Regions from separate parts of the Mus musculus genome. Here region 1 is linked to region 2. Evidence: chromatin contacts called from public HiChIP or PLAC-seq data. All regions are on one chromosome and are shown on one strand. The core of a region is the stretch at or near the end of the contact, and the rest is flanking DNA. Distances in the headings are between cores, read along the strand shown. Region 1 has its middle 9.5 kb from the start of Mir702. Region 2 has its middle 20 kb from the start of Fis1.

Region 1 (6,385 bases), core at 1,856-4,355, 60 kb after region 2:
GGTCCTCAGGCATGGCAGCGTGCACCTTTACCTGCTGAGCTATCTTGCCAGCCCTGCACATCTGGGCTCTTAGCCTCGCTCTCTATCTTGCCCTCCAGCCCTGCTATGCCTGGTGACATTGATTCTAGCCTCCCTAGGCCGGGCTTGGACCCTTGTGGTTCTCTACCTGCTCTGGCTTTATCGAGACTGACACATACCCAGGATGAGGGGTCGCCAGTCTGCCTGGGTCCGCAACTGGAAGTATTTCCGAGATGACTTTCCCATCACGGTGAGAGGTCCCAGAAGGTGCGCTGGGTTGCTGGATGCACGGGGCTCTAAAATAGCTAAATGTGGCCAACCCTCTCCTGTCTCCAAGGCCATTTCTCACTGGGAAATGGGATACATTTATAGTCTCTGCTCTCTCGCTCGTTAAAACAGCTGAGTTGGATCCATCCCAAAACTGCCTTTTTGGTTTTCATCCTCATGGGGTCCTGGTTGTTGGGGCAACTTCCGTACAGAGGCCACAGGCCTCTTCTGCCTCTTTCCGGGTCTCAAGCCACATCTACTCACGCTACCATGTTGGTTCCAAATGCCTCTCTTCCGAGATTGCATTATGACCAGTGGTAAGGAAGATCAGGGCACTGATGTCACCGTGTCCCTCTTATCCCGGGGTGGGGGTGGGGGTGGGGAGCTCCTGAGCTTACCTCTATCTTGGTGGTGTCTAGCCTTTGCCCTTCCCACCTAGGTTTAGTTTCTTCTGACAAGGCTAGCGCTTCCTATCTCTTGTCCCACCCTGAGGGTGGCCAGGTGGCCGTTCTGGCTGTGGGAGGTCTCCTGGAGGCTTTGGCGGCAAAGCCTGGAACAGTGAGCTTGCGGCTCCGGAATCAGAAAGGATTCATTAAGTTATCACTGGAACACGGGTGAGGAGTGGGCGGGTGGCGGCAGGGGCGTATCCATCGGAGCTGCCCTGCATGAGAGGAATGTGAGCCTGTATCTTCAGGCCCCGTCAGCCACGTGCGTGTCTGTTCCTGTTCCTCCAGGGCCTCTCTCATGCCTGTCTTCTCCTTTGGAGAGAATGACCTCTTCCAGCAGTTTCCCAACCCGCTAGGCTCCTGGGTACGGAGGATACAGGAGGCACTTCAGACAATCTGACTGTGGCTCTGTCTCTCTTCCATGGTCGCCTGGGTCTCCTGATACCGTTCCGCGTGCCCATCCACACTGTTGGTGAGCCATGTACCTCTGTCTCATCATCTCCCAGCTGAGAGGACTGTTCCCTTAAAGCCCGACATCCTAGCTTTCTGGTTCACACGCCTGGCACTTGCTCGGAGCAGGCCCCGACCTCTGTCCAGGCAGATCCCCGGTTAGTGGGATGTCTCAGCAATCAGTCTTCTTCCCTCATGTTCCTTCCTCAGTGGGCGCCCCAATTCCAGTGCAGCGAAGCCCGAGGCCCAGCCAGGAACAGGTGGACCAGTTGCACGAGTTATATGTAGAGCATCTCACACAGCTGTTTGAAGAACACAAGATGCACTACAGGATCCCTGCTCATCAACACCTTGTCCTGATGTCCATGTCCCTGTGTCCTGGCCTTCCTGAAAAACTGCAGGGTGGGATTGGGGACATGATTAAAGGTGGGAGCAGACAAGAAGTGTGTTTTAGCCGGAAGTGGTGGCCCACGCCTTTAATCGCAGCACTTGGGAGGCAGAGGCAGGCGGATTTCTGAGTTGGAGGCCAGCCTGGTTTACAGAGTGAGTTCCAGGACAGCCAGGACTACACAGAGAAACCCTGTCTCGAAAAACCAAAAAAAAAAAAAAAAAAAAAAAAAAGTGTGTTTTTGTGTTTGGGGAGGGCGGGGAGAAAGAGATAAGCCACAGGGCACAGGGGCAGGGGGCCCCATTGTCCTCACTGATTCTAGTAGCCAGGACCACTCCCTGCAAACAGACAGCATTGCAAGCACTTGCCTGTGTGTCAGGGTCCTCCTGCCCTGCCTGGCCTGAATGTTAGAGATCAAAGTCTCAGGTCCCCACCATTGCCCGAGACTGTGGCCAGTGGGCAGGCTAGCCAGCTGCTTCCCTACCTTAATGCCTCAGTCACCAGGGAGGCGAGCACTGTCCCCTTTCTATAGTCTCTTTCCCTCTCTTTCTCAATTCCAAGATCCTCCCAGTAACTTACCCAGACTCATTGACCAAGGAAGTTCAAAGGTCAGTCCAAAAAGGAGCCTAGAAAGTTCTGGGTCTCCATGTCTAACATCCGATCACCTCAGAAGTGAGCTGCTGGGCTGGTGAGATGGCTCAGTGGGTAAGAGCACCCGACTGCTCTTCCGAAGGTCTGGAGTTCAAATCCCAGCAACCACATGGTGGCTCACAACCATCTGTAACAAGATCTGACGCCCTCTTCTGGAGTGTCTGGAGACAGCTACAGTGTACTTACATATAATAAATAAATTAATTAAAAAAAAAAAAAAAGAAGTGAGCTGCTCCCTGGGAGTTCACGTCCCCAAACCTTCGCCGTCTGTTTCCCGGGCCCTGGAGTCCTGGTGGCGCAATGGGAGCCATTAGGTTGGATGTTCCCATGCCCCCTCCCTTCTCTCTCATCAGAAAATACCTCAGAAGCAACAACTTAAAGTGATAGGCACCTACTGGTTAGTGCTCACTTTTCTCTTCATGGGTGAGACAGGAAAGGGGTGGGGGTGGGGCAGGCATGGGGGCCCAGAGACAAGGGGACTAGGAAAGGGGGATTAGAAGACATATGGCTGACCTATGACCCTTGTGGGTACCAGGCACCAGGAAAGGGCCTGAGGAGACCACAAGGCTCTTTGGCAGGGGTGGAGGGGAGGGAGCCGATTGTATTGACTGACTGCATGACAAAACCTACGTCTTTCCTTTTCAGCCATGCCCTTTCTTCACCCTTCACTAGAGATGATTCTTGTCTGTGTTTTGTGCATGCGCATGCAGTTTTGTTTTTGTTTTCAAATATGTGTGGGTACAGGTGTGTGTGTGCTCATGTGTGTTGCACATGTGCACACCTGTTGCTCTTGGAGACCTGAGGTTGAGCCCAGCACTTTTCCACCCTGAAACAGGGTGAAACAGGGCCTCTCAATCAAACCCAGAGCACTGAAACAGGGCCTCTCAATCAAACCCAGAGCACACTGATATGGCTGTTCTTGCTAGCTGGTTTGCCCTGGGATTCCTCTCTCCAGCTTCAGAGGCTAGAATTTCAGGAGGCGTCCATGCCCACTTGGCAGTTACCTGAGTTCTGGGGATCTGAGGTCCCCAGATTGCCTGGCAAACGCTTGCCCCCTGAGCCATCTGCCTGAGTCTGGAAGATGGAGTTTTCCCTGAGAACAACACTTCAGCCCTGCCCTCTCTCTGCATGCAGGCGGAAGGCGCTGAAGGGTGAGAACGTGGAGAATTTGTAGTTCCCTATCAAGGTAACCAGTTTAAACTCTTGAAAGACAGTCTTCTTTTTCTCTGCCACCTTCTCACCTTCCTCCATCCTGGAGCCTGCACTGGATGGGTCCCTGAGCTCAGACATGGGGTGACATGAAAGAGTGACCTCCTGAACCCTGGGACCCATCTTAGGACCTTGAACTTTGAACTTTGGTGAGGTAAAGACACATCTTTCCAGCAGTAATCTTGGATTCTTGGTTTTTAATTTAACTTTTTAGATGGCTCAGTGGTTAAGAGCACTGACTGCTCTTCAAAAGGTCCTGAGTTCAAATCCCAGCAACCACATGGTGGCTCACAACCATCCGTAAAGAAATCTGATGCCCTCTTCTGGGGTGTCTGAAGACAGCTACAGTGTACTTACATATAATAAATAAATAAATTGTTAAAAAAAATTTTTTTAGGGGCTGGAGAGATGGCTCAGTAGTTTTAAGAGCACTGACTGCTCTTCCAGAGGTCCTGAGTTCAATTCCCAGCAACCACATGGTGGCTCACAGCCATCTGTAACAGATCTGATGCCCTCTTCTGGTGTGTCTGAAGAGAGCAATGGTGTACTCAGGTACATACAATATATAAATAAATCTTTAAAAATTTTTTTTAATTTACACTTTATTTATTTGGGGTCTGGGGAGGGGCTTGTGCATGCTATAGAGTGCATGTAGCAGTCAGAGTCGATTTTCTCCTTCTGTCATGTGGGTCTCAGGGGTGGAGCTCGGGAGGTCGGGCTTGGCACCTTCTGTACAAGCTGAATAATCTTACCTGGCCTTCATCCTGCATTCTGTGCCTCTATCTCCTGACATCTTCCACACACCTCAAAGCTACTGAAAACCGAAGAGCTACCTGCAGACGGGAGCTACATGCTCCGGGCCCACCCCCACGAGATCATGAGCACAGGAATCTTTTGTAATTTTCCAGTGACAGCAAGGCCTTCTCCCAGCTCTTTCCCAGGCTTGGGCCTCCGGTAGCCATGTTGGCTGGACTCTGCTATCTTCCTCTCTATGGGGAATACCTCATGTTCAGTGGTGAGCCTTGTGTGGCACAACCTAGAGCCATCTGAGAAGGGAATCTCAATCGGGGGATTTCCCAGATCAGATTGGCCTGTGGTTTTGTGGAAGATTGTCTTGATTGTTAACTGATGTAGGAAGACCCAGCTCACTGTGGGCGGCATCATTCCCTGGGCCTGTATAGGAAAGCTAGCTAAGCATGTGTCTACAAGTGAGCCTGTAAGGAGCATTCCCCTGGGGTTTCTGCTTCAAATTCCTGCTTTAGTTCCTTCACTGACTTCCTACTGTGATGGACCAAAGCCCACAAACTGAAACAAATCCTTCCCTCCTCTAAGTTGCTTTTAATCAGAGTAAACACAGAGATGAAAACCGAAGATGAAAGTTAGGAGTACCCATTGGTCATAGGGCACCCCCTCCATAATTAACAAGATCCTTCTACAGAAGACTCCCCCCTGGGGAAGAAAGTTGGCACTAGCATTGGTTCCACTCAGAAGGGGACACCGGGTGTGCTGTATAGGAAGCAGGGAACAAAGGACTTAGAAGGATCAGGACGTAAGGCTTGCTCTTTCTGTACTAAAGAGTGAGGCTGGAAGGGCTGGGGATCTGGGGAGAGAGTGGTGACGGCATCCCACTTTTATCCACAAAAGGCTGTGTGTCCTGTGAGTCGCCAGAGTCTGGACTTCATTGTGTCACAGCCCTGCTTGGGCAGGCATCCTGACTGGGGGTTTGTGGGAAGCCCTGTATACAGTTCTGAAGGAGCACTATGTCACACTGCGGCCGCACAAAGGCTTTGTGCTCCTGGCACGAAGGCATGAGTGAGCAGGGCTGCAGATTCTTTTCAAGTTAGGTGTTTTGCTTTGTAACAAGGTCTCAGGTAGCCTAGGCTGGCCTCGAAATCACTATGTAGCCAAGAATGACACAGAGCTACTGATCCTCCTGCCTCTACCTCTTGCATACAAGTATGCACCATCAAGTATGATCAAGTATGCAGTGTTAGGGATAAAATCCAGGGATATATATATATATATATACATATACATATATATAATATAAAATTATTATATATATGTATATATATGCGTGTGTCATTGATATTCATATATATCATATATATGTTATATAACAGCAATATATACATAGACACCACACACATCTCTATGTCTAGGTCTAGGTCTAGGTCTAGGTCTATATATCTGAGTTATAGCCCCAGCCCACAAACCCCTAGTGTCTAGAGGGATGCAGTTCAGTATCTTAGCCAGCATCTAAAGGGATCCATTGGTTCCGTGTTATACTCTGGGCTTTTCTAATTCCTTGACATCCAAGTCCATGCCCTCTCCTTACAGGTTCTGTGACTCTTGAGCTTCCTGCTCTGTGTCAAGGTCATTCCCAGCTTGAGTGAGATAGGATCTCAATACAAACGGCAAGACCCGACTCAGAACACCCTCGTGTGTGTGTGTGTGTGTGTGTGTGTGTGTGTGTGTGTGTGTTAGAGGCTATAAGAAGGCATCAGAGTCCCCGTCTAAAGTTACTTGTGTGAGCCATTCAACATAGGTGCTTCTGGTCCTCTGTAAGAATAGCAAGTACTCTTACCTGCTGAGCCATCTTTCCAGCCGCACACCTAGAATTTTTTAAATTTCTTTTTATCTTTATGTGCATGTGTGTTTGCCTGCATGCACGTGTAAAAGTGTCTTTTATTCTTCTGGTAATAATTGTCTTCAAGGCTTACTGCCTCTGTCTGCTAACCTAGGCCTAGTCCTGGAAACTTCTAGCCTCTGTATAACCTTATCTAGGCCCAGAATGTTTCCAGCCTCTGAGACTTGCTGTTGAAATAGCTCACCCTTCCTAGTTCTTTCTGAGCTCTGCCTGGCTGGTCAGTCCAGCTGTTCTGGCTCAACACCCCTCTTCACACTAACCGAGTCAATGTGGCTTCTCTCTCGGCCTCAAACTAACTTTGTCAAT
Region 2 (6,629 bases), core at 986-3,485:
AATAATAACTAAACAAAAAGTAGTGTCAGGAATTGCACAAGAAGCCCAGGACAGACAAGAGCCTAAGGATGTCTTATGTAAGCTAGGGTTCTTGGAGCCATTTTGTTTAAAAAAGAAAGAAATCCTGTTCTCAGTAATGACCCTTGATGAACTTAGTTTCAAATGAGATTTTGGGGTTTAATGCATCATACAACAATGTCAGGAGGTCATGTGACATGACTCTGTCTCAGGACTGGAGACTTCACAGACCTCCGCACAGGGCCACAATGCCCTGACTGTCCTGTCTTTCTGTCTCTTCTAGAACTAGCCCCGTGACAGAAACCAAATATAACATTGGCCATTGGGCCTCCCTTTTCAGGCTTCCGTGAAATTGTGAGACAATTATGCATCAGCCACTCAGCTTTAAGCTTTTCCCAGAAAACAAATGCCTTTCTCTGTCATCTTACCAAGTTCCCTGAAGCCCGCTGGTGCCTTCAGAACTATCCCGTGGGTCTGTGCCATTTGAGGAGTACATTTGTCATTTGTCTTCGCTGGGACTATACGTTTTATGTGGGTTTTTAAAAAAAGAGATTGGTTTTATTTTGTGTGTGTGAGTGTTTTGCCTACATGCATGCATGTAACACTGCAGGCTTGCCTAGTACCCGTGGAGGCCACAAGAGGGCGCTAGAGTCCCTGGAGTTGTAATTATGGGTGGTTGTGAGGCATCACGCAGGCGCAGGCAACCAAGCCTGGGTCCTGTGTAAGAGCAACAAGTGCTGTTACCAACTGAGCCATCTCTCCTGTCCCAGAACAATAGTTTTGAGTTCAGCAAGCAATTGAATGTGTGTGTGTGTTTCTTTGATTTTTTGAGACAGGGTTTCTCTGTATAGCCCTGGCTGTCCTGGAGCTCACTTTGTAGACCAGGCTGGCCTCGAACTCAGAAATCCGCCTGCCTCTGCCTCCCGAGTGCTGGGATTAAAGGCGTGCGCCACCACGCCCAGCTGTGTGTGTGTTTCTATGTGTGTCTGTGCATGTGCAGTGTGCTCAGGCGCTCCTTTCCCCTTCCCCAGTACCCTTTCTATCTTTGTATTCAGTCCCCCACAAAACTCAAACAAAAGTGGTTTCTCAGTTATGATTTATTTCAGTAGATACACTCAATGTAGACACAGCAGGGAGAGATATAAATAGCTGGAGGGTGCTGGGGTCAAGCACACACTTTCTTGTTTCAAGAGCAAACTACAGTGATTATATTGCTGTTATTATAAACAGATCTGAGATGTTTAAGCCTGTGAGTTTAGAGCCAAATAGGAAATTCATGGCTCTGAGTTTAACAATAGTTAGGGTGTTCTCAGTTATTTTAATTAGAAATGGCTGAGAGTAGTTAACAGAGAACAGTCTAAATTACTTTACGTAGATAGTTGGTTTTCGAAAACGTCCAAAGTCCACACAACGTGACATTTAATGTTATTTATTCATTTGTTGTTGAGACCAGTTCGTTCCTGACAGCTTTCCCTGTCTGTCTGGGATTCAAAGAAGAAACTGAGCATCTTTGAGTTACTCCAGTTGTGGCGAAACAGCCACTAGGCAAGAATTGCCTCATCATTTCATCTACAGCCATAATGCTGTCCAAAGTAAGGACACAGTTATAGGTTAGGACAGCTTGATTCTGCAGAGACAGAGTAGGCCAGTCCTTAATATTCCTATTTCTCTAGGTCTGTCAGATGACCCTGGCCAGTAGGCTGAAGACCGATGCTCCAACTGCTGAAGTAAGGGGCTGTCCAGGTGATCAGCAGTCTCTGTGGATTGGCTACGTTTTGGAAGCTGTTTTAGGCTTTCTATATATTTTCAGTTAATATCAGTCAGTCTTGGATTTCTGATGGGGTTGAGACCCTACATAGTCTCCTAGCCAAGCCAGGACAGTTCTGAGAGGATGGTTTTCAGATGGCATCCTATCTAAAGCTAAGACACAGCCAGATGTAGAATTATAAGGCTTTTAAGTAAGGATAGATGATAAGAGGTTCTGTTTAACTAACAAAGATGAAGGACTGGGTGTTTAGGTCTCTTGTACTTTATAAATTACAAAATAATGATAGTTATATTCAATTATATCTAAGATAAAATAGTCTTTTAATTGGACAGAAAGGGGGAAATGTTGTGGATAGCCCTGGGGCTAATCATATTTGATGTTAATTCTGTTCTCTGGTGAGTGGTTGGAACAAGGAATGAGTCAGCACCCAGGTGATTTCCAGTAAACCTGTTTCCCACCTTCATTTGTAAAATAAAGGAGAGCTGATGCTTGGGCAGATAAAAGGGAAGGTGGAGCAGAAGGTGGGAGGGAGAAGAAGGAGAAAATGGAAGGGGGAGAGGACGCAGAGGAGGAGGAGGAAGAAGGAGAAGATCGGAGCGGAAGCACATGGCCTGGAGATACCGCAAGTTCTAAGGGGTCTCATAGATGTGCAAGATGGTAGTGTAGCGGCAGATCTGCCCAGTCTAGGCGCACAGCTGTAATCACATGAACTGTTATGTGTTTTCTTTGCCGGGGCATATTTGGGAGGAGATTCACCGCTACAGAGGCTGGGTTGGGATGTCCTTGTCCTGGAAATCTCACGAGTCCTAAAGTCAAAATTCTCCACGGGAGTTGGGCCCGTGCCTGTTATGTGACCACCAAGCTCCCATACAAAGCCACAGGTGAGTACAGTGAATCTTCATGCCTACTTTTAAAATGCTGGGGGACTGAAGAGATGGTTCTCTGGGTAAGAGTGCTTGATGCAGGAGGATCCGAGTTCAAATCTCCAGAGCCCACATAAAACAGTCAAGGCCAAAAAATAAAAAAATAAAAAAAGCCCGGTGTGGTGGCGCACGCCTTTAATCCCAGCACTTGGGAGGCAGAGGCAGGCGGATTTCTGAATTCGAGGCCAACCTGGTCTGCAAAGTGAGTTCCAGGACAGCCAGGGCTACACAGAGAAACCCTGTCTCGAAAAACCAAAAACCAAAAAACAGTCAAGGCCACACTGTAACCCTGTGAGCTCAGGGCTGTGGAGGCAGAGTCAAATTCTGGGGCTTGTCAGGTGCCAGTCCAGCTCCAGATTCAGCGAGAGAGCCTGTCTCCAGGGCAAAAGGCTGAAGGTGATAGAGCAGGACCCTCTGCATTTGCAAATGTGGGTACGTACACATATGCACACACACAGAAAGGGCTAATGAGAAGCATCGGTGGGTAAGGGCACCTGTCACCAAGCCTGAGAGCCTGGCTCTGACCCCTGGGACCACATGGCAGAGGGAGGGACCCTGGTGCCTCCAAGTTGTCCTGTGACAACATGCAGAGTCAAACATAATCACATGCTCACACACAGCACACAGCACACATTTTAGAAAGTAAACCTGCCCTTGTTAGCTTTTTGTTACTTTGACAAAATGTCCGAGGTCTTCACCTAGAAGAGTGCATTCAAGCCCGGGTGTCGGCCCAGGCTCTGACTGCTTTGGGTCAAGGCAGAGGTCATTCATGTCAGGAAGCAGGTAGCAAACTAAGCTGCTCTCCTCCTCGAGTCTGGACCAGGGATGCTTGAAGTCTTTACAAGTCCGAAGTGATGGACTTCCTCCAACCAGGCCCCACCTCCAGACCCAAACCAGAGCTACCAGGACAGCCTAGTTCATCATTCTGTTAAATTCCTGTAGGTATGTTTGTTGTATGTGCTCGTGTGTGCAGTTGCATATGCCAATAAGGAGAGGACTTCGGCTGTCCCACCTTACTGCCTTGAGACAAGGTGTCACTACAGTACATGTGGGATCCCTTACGAAGTCCTGTCCCTCCACCACCCTGACCGTCCTGGGGTTACAGGCATGCAAACAGCCATGCTTAGCTTTTTACACCATGCTGGGAATTTGAACTAAGAGCCCCATGTTTGCAAAGCAAGCACTCTTGCCCACTGAACCATCTCTCCAGTCCTTAGTTCATCTTTTTCTGCCCCAGGGTTGCATGTAGCCCAGCTCAGGCTGGCCTCAAGCTATGTAGCCCAAATGAGCTCCTCATCCTCCTGCCTCCACCCCTCAGGGGCTCAGTCTACAGGTGTGCCCCTCAGTGCTGGTTTGCTGCCTGGTTCCTCTTGATTCTATTTTGGGCACAGAAAAGAACCTCTTACCAATCTCTCAGTGAGGATTCTAGTTCTCAGAATTTGACCAGGGGTCATTGCCATGGCTACGGAGATATGTGAAACTGTGCTTAAAAAAAAGAAAACCTTCTCTGTTAACTCTAGCCTCACACTCAAACAAAGGAAATCTCCAGGCCTGACAGCTTCATGGAGGGACTCTGCTCATATCTGAAGAAATATTAAAGGCCAAGCACAGTGGTGCAAAGCCACGATTCCAGGTCTCCAGAGGCAGGAGGATCGAGGCCAGCCCAAACTCTTTGAGAATCTCTTGAGATCTCAGAAGGAATTTTTTTTTTTTTTGAGATAGGGTTTTACTATGTAACTTTGGAACTCTCTATGTAGACCAGGCTTACCTCAGACTCACAGAGACCTGCCTGCCTCTGTCTCCTAAGTATAGAGTTCTCTCGAAATGAACATATAAAAGGTCTGGGGAGTTGGCCTCTGGAACAGGATGCACGCATTATTTAATATGTGTACAGTTCAACCCACAGCACTGAAGAGCTAAAACATGCCGAGCCAGCATAGCAATGCAAGTGGACCACAGCCCAGCTGCGGGTTCTCACCTAGCCTGGAGGAAACTCTGGGCTCCATCCCACCTGGTGCTCCAGATGTGGAGCCAGAGGATGGGAGAGTTAAAGGCCATCATGAAACTACTTAGTAAGACAAGGCCAGCAGCTCCTGCCTCTGCAGCATGCCTGCTGTGAGGACTGTTACCTGAGACCATGAGCCAGATTAACCTGGCTCCCCTGAGTGGCCTTTTGTTGTTGTTGTTGTTGTGGGGGGGGGGTGTTTGTTTTTGTTTTCTTTGGGGGGGGCTGGGAGTTGGAGACAGGGTCTCTGATGGTGCTCTAGCTGGCCTAGAATTTCTTATGTAGACCAGGCTGGGCTCAAACTCACAGAGATCCTCCTGCCTCTACCCACCTTGTGGTAGGTTTAAAGGCATGCAGCACCACAATAAGCTTGTCAGGGCATTTTTATCACAGAGCCAGATGACAATCCCACAAGGGCTCTCAGTGGTCACCTGCCTAGAATCCCCCAGGAGAGACTGGGAGCATGGCTCAGTGGTAGAGCCCCTGCCTAGAATCCCCCAGGGAGGGGCTGGGGGCGTGGCTCGGTGGTAGAGTCTCTGCCTAGAATCCCCCAGTGAGGGGCTGGAGGTGTGGCTCTCTGCCTAGAATCCCCCAGTGAGGGGCTGGGGGCATGGCTCAGTAGTAACACACCAGCGTAGTTTGGCCTAATTGGTGAGCTCTAGGCCAGGGAGAGACCCTGTTTCAAAGGTGGTAGATGTTGTTCTTAAAGATGATACCAGCCAGGCGTGGTGACGCACGCCTTTAATCCCAGCACTCGGGAGGCAGAGGCAGGCTGATTTCTGAGTTCGAGGCCAGCCTGGTCTACAAAGTGAGTTCCAGGACAGCCAGGGCTACACAGAGAAACCCTGTCTCGAAAAAAACCACTTTGGGGGTCTAGCAAGGTGGCTCATTGGTTAAGAGCACATACTTCTTTTTCAAAGGCCCTGAACTGGGATCCTAGCACCCACACTAGTGGCTTACAACCACCTGTAACTCCCACTCTGGGGTGAAACAGCACTATCCTCCAGTTTCTGTGGGCACTTGTGCTCCTGTGCACACATATAACTTTTCTTAGGAGATCTGTAGCTTAGATGACGTCCCTATGTCCCAGGTAGCTCGAAGGAGGACACCTGCTGTGTGAGAGGCTGAGGTCTCTGGGTGATCAGCACCCTAAGGACTGAAGCCAAGGGACCCATTGCCAGGCCAGCCCAGGCTATGCAGCAAGAGCTCACAGCAAGAGGCAAGAGCCTGCAAGATGCCTTAGCAGGTAAACGTGCCAGCCATCATGCCTGGTGACCTGAGTTTGATCCCCCAGACCTACAGAGAGAAAAGACTCCTACAAATTGTTCTCTGACCTCCATCCTTATATGCTAGCACATGCACACGTGCCTCTTTCCAACCACCCACCCACACAATAAAACAGAATAAAGGAAGAATGGAGGGAGGGGGCGATGAGTAGGGGTGAGGGCAGAAAGAAAATCCTAAATATAGTCTATTATCAGGTTCCACAATTAGGACTTCACTCTGACTTTGGGGATAGAAGGTGGGACACCATTCTGCCCGTAACACATATAAAGCTCAGGGTTTTGTTCCGTATTGAACAAAAACCTTCTAAATATATAGTAGCAGGGGGTGGGGAGCCTCATCTAATGAGACACGTCTTCGCAATTTTCCATTGCCTTCATCCCATCTTCAGCTGGTTAAATCAATAAAAGTCTCTGCAGTTTAAAAATACTTGAACAACTTTGACACTGGAGAACACTCGGTGCTTAGACTCGCTCTGCTTGATGGGATCTCATTTTCCAGAGGAAGCAGCCTCCGCTTAGCTCTTAGTCATCGCTGGCCTTCGAGAACATCCTCCTCAGCACCTGAATGCTCCCCAGGGTTTGGGGCGGCTGGGGCGTTTGGGGTAACGGCTATGTTAGCTTTCCTCCCC

What was found. HiChIP or PLAC-seq counts read pairs in DNA pulled down with a chosen protein or histone mark.
Region 1: a contact with region 2 is called in an H3K27ac HiChIP or PLAC-seq map of embryonic stem cells, with 12 read pairs. The contact joins two enhancer-like sites. A contact is called at or near these places in 2 of 39 promoter capture datasets (hippocampal neurons and macrophages), 1 of 15 datasets of contacts at CTCF or cohesin (large pre-B cells), 9 of 484 Hi-C or Micro-C datasets (the Ba/F3 cell line, the N1E-115 cell line, bone marrow and 6 more), 5 of 115 datasets of contacts at active chromatin or transcription factors (the SCID.adh cell line, embryonic stem cells and extraembryonic endoderm stem cells) and 4 of 9 other capture datasets (adipose tissue, embryonic stem cells, liver and 1 more).

What each region holds. Positions count from the first base shown.
Region 1 is chr5:136,997,761-137,004,145 of GRCm38.p6, forward strand. It overlaps the pseudogene Gm7284 and the pseudogene Gm26989. Among named protein-coding and RNA genes, the nearest start is that of Mir702, 9.5 kb to the left of the region's middle. Within about 2 kb of position 3,106, at least 14 of the 459 cell types and tissues checked have an H3K27ac peak or open chromatin away from gene starts, as enhancers often do. A contact at or near this core is called in embryonic stem cells, where this site is marked.
Region 2 is chr5:136,938,801-136,945,429 of GRCm38.p6, forward strand. No RefSeq gene overlaps it. Among named protein-coding and RNA genes, the nearest start is that of Fis1, 20 kb to the right of the region's middle. Within about 2 kb of position 2,236, at least 13 of the 459 cell types and tissues checked have an H3K27ac peak or open chromatin away from gene starts, as enhancers often do. A contact at or near this core is called in embryonic stem cells, where this site is marked.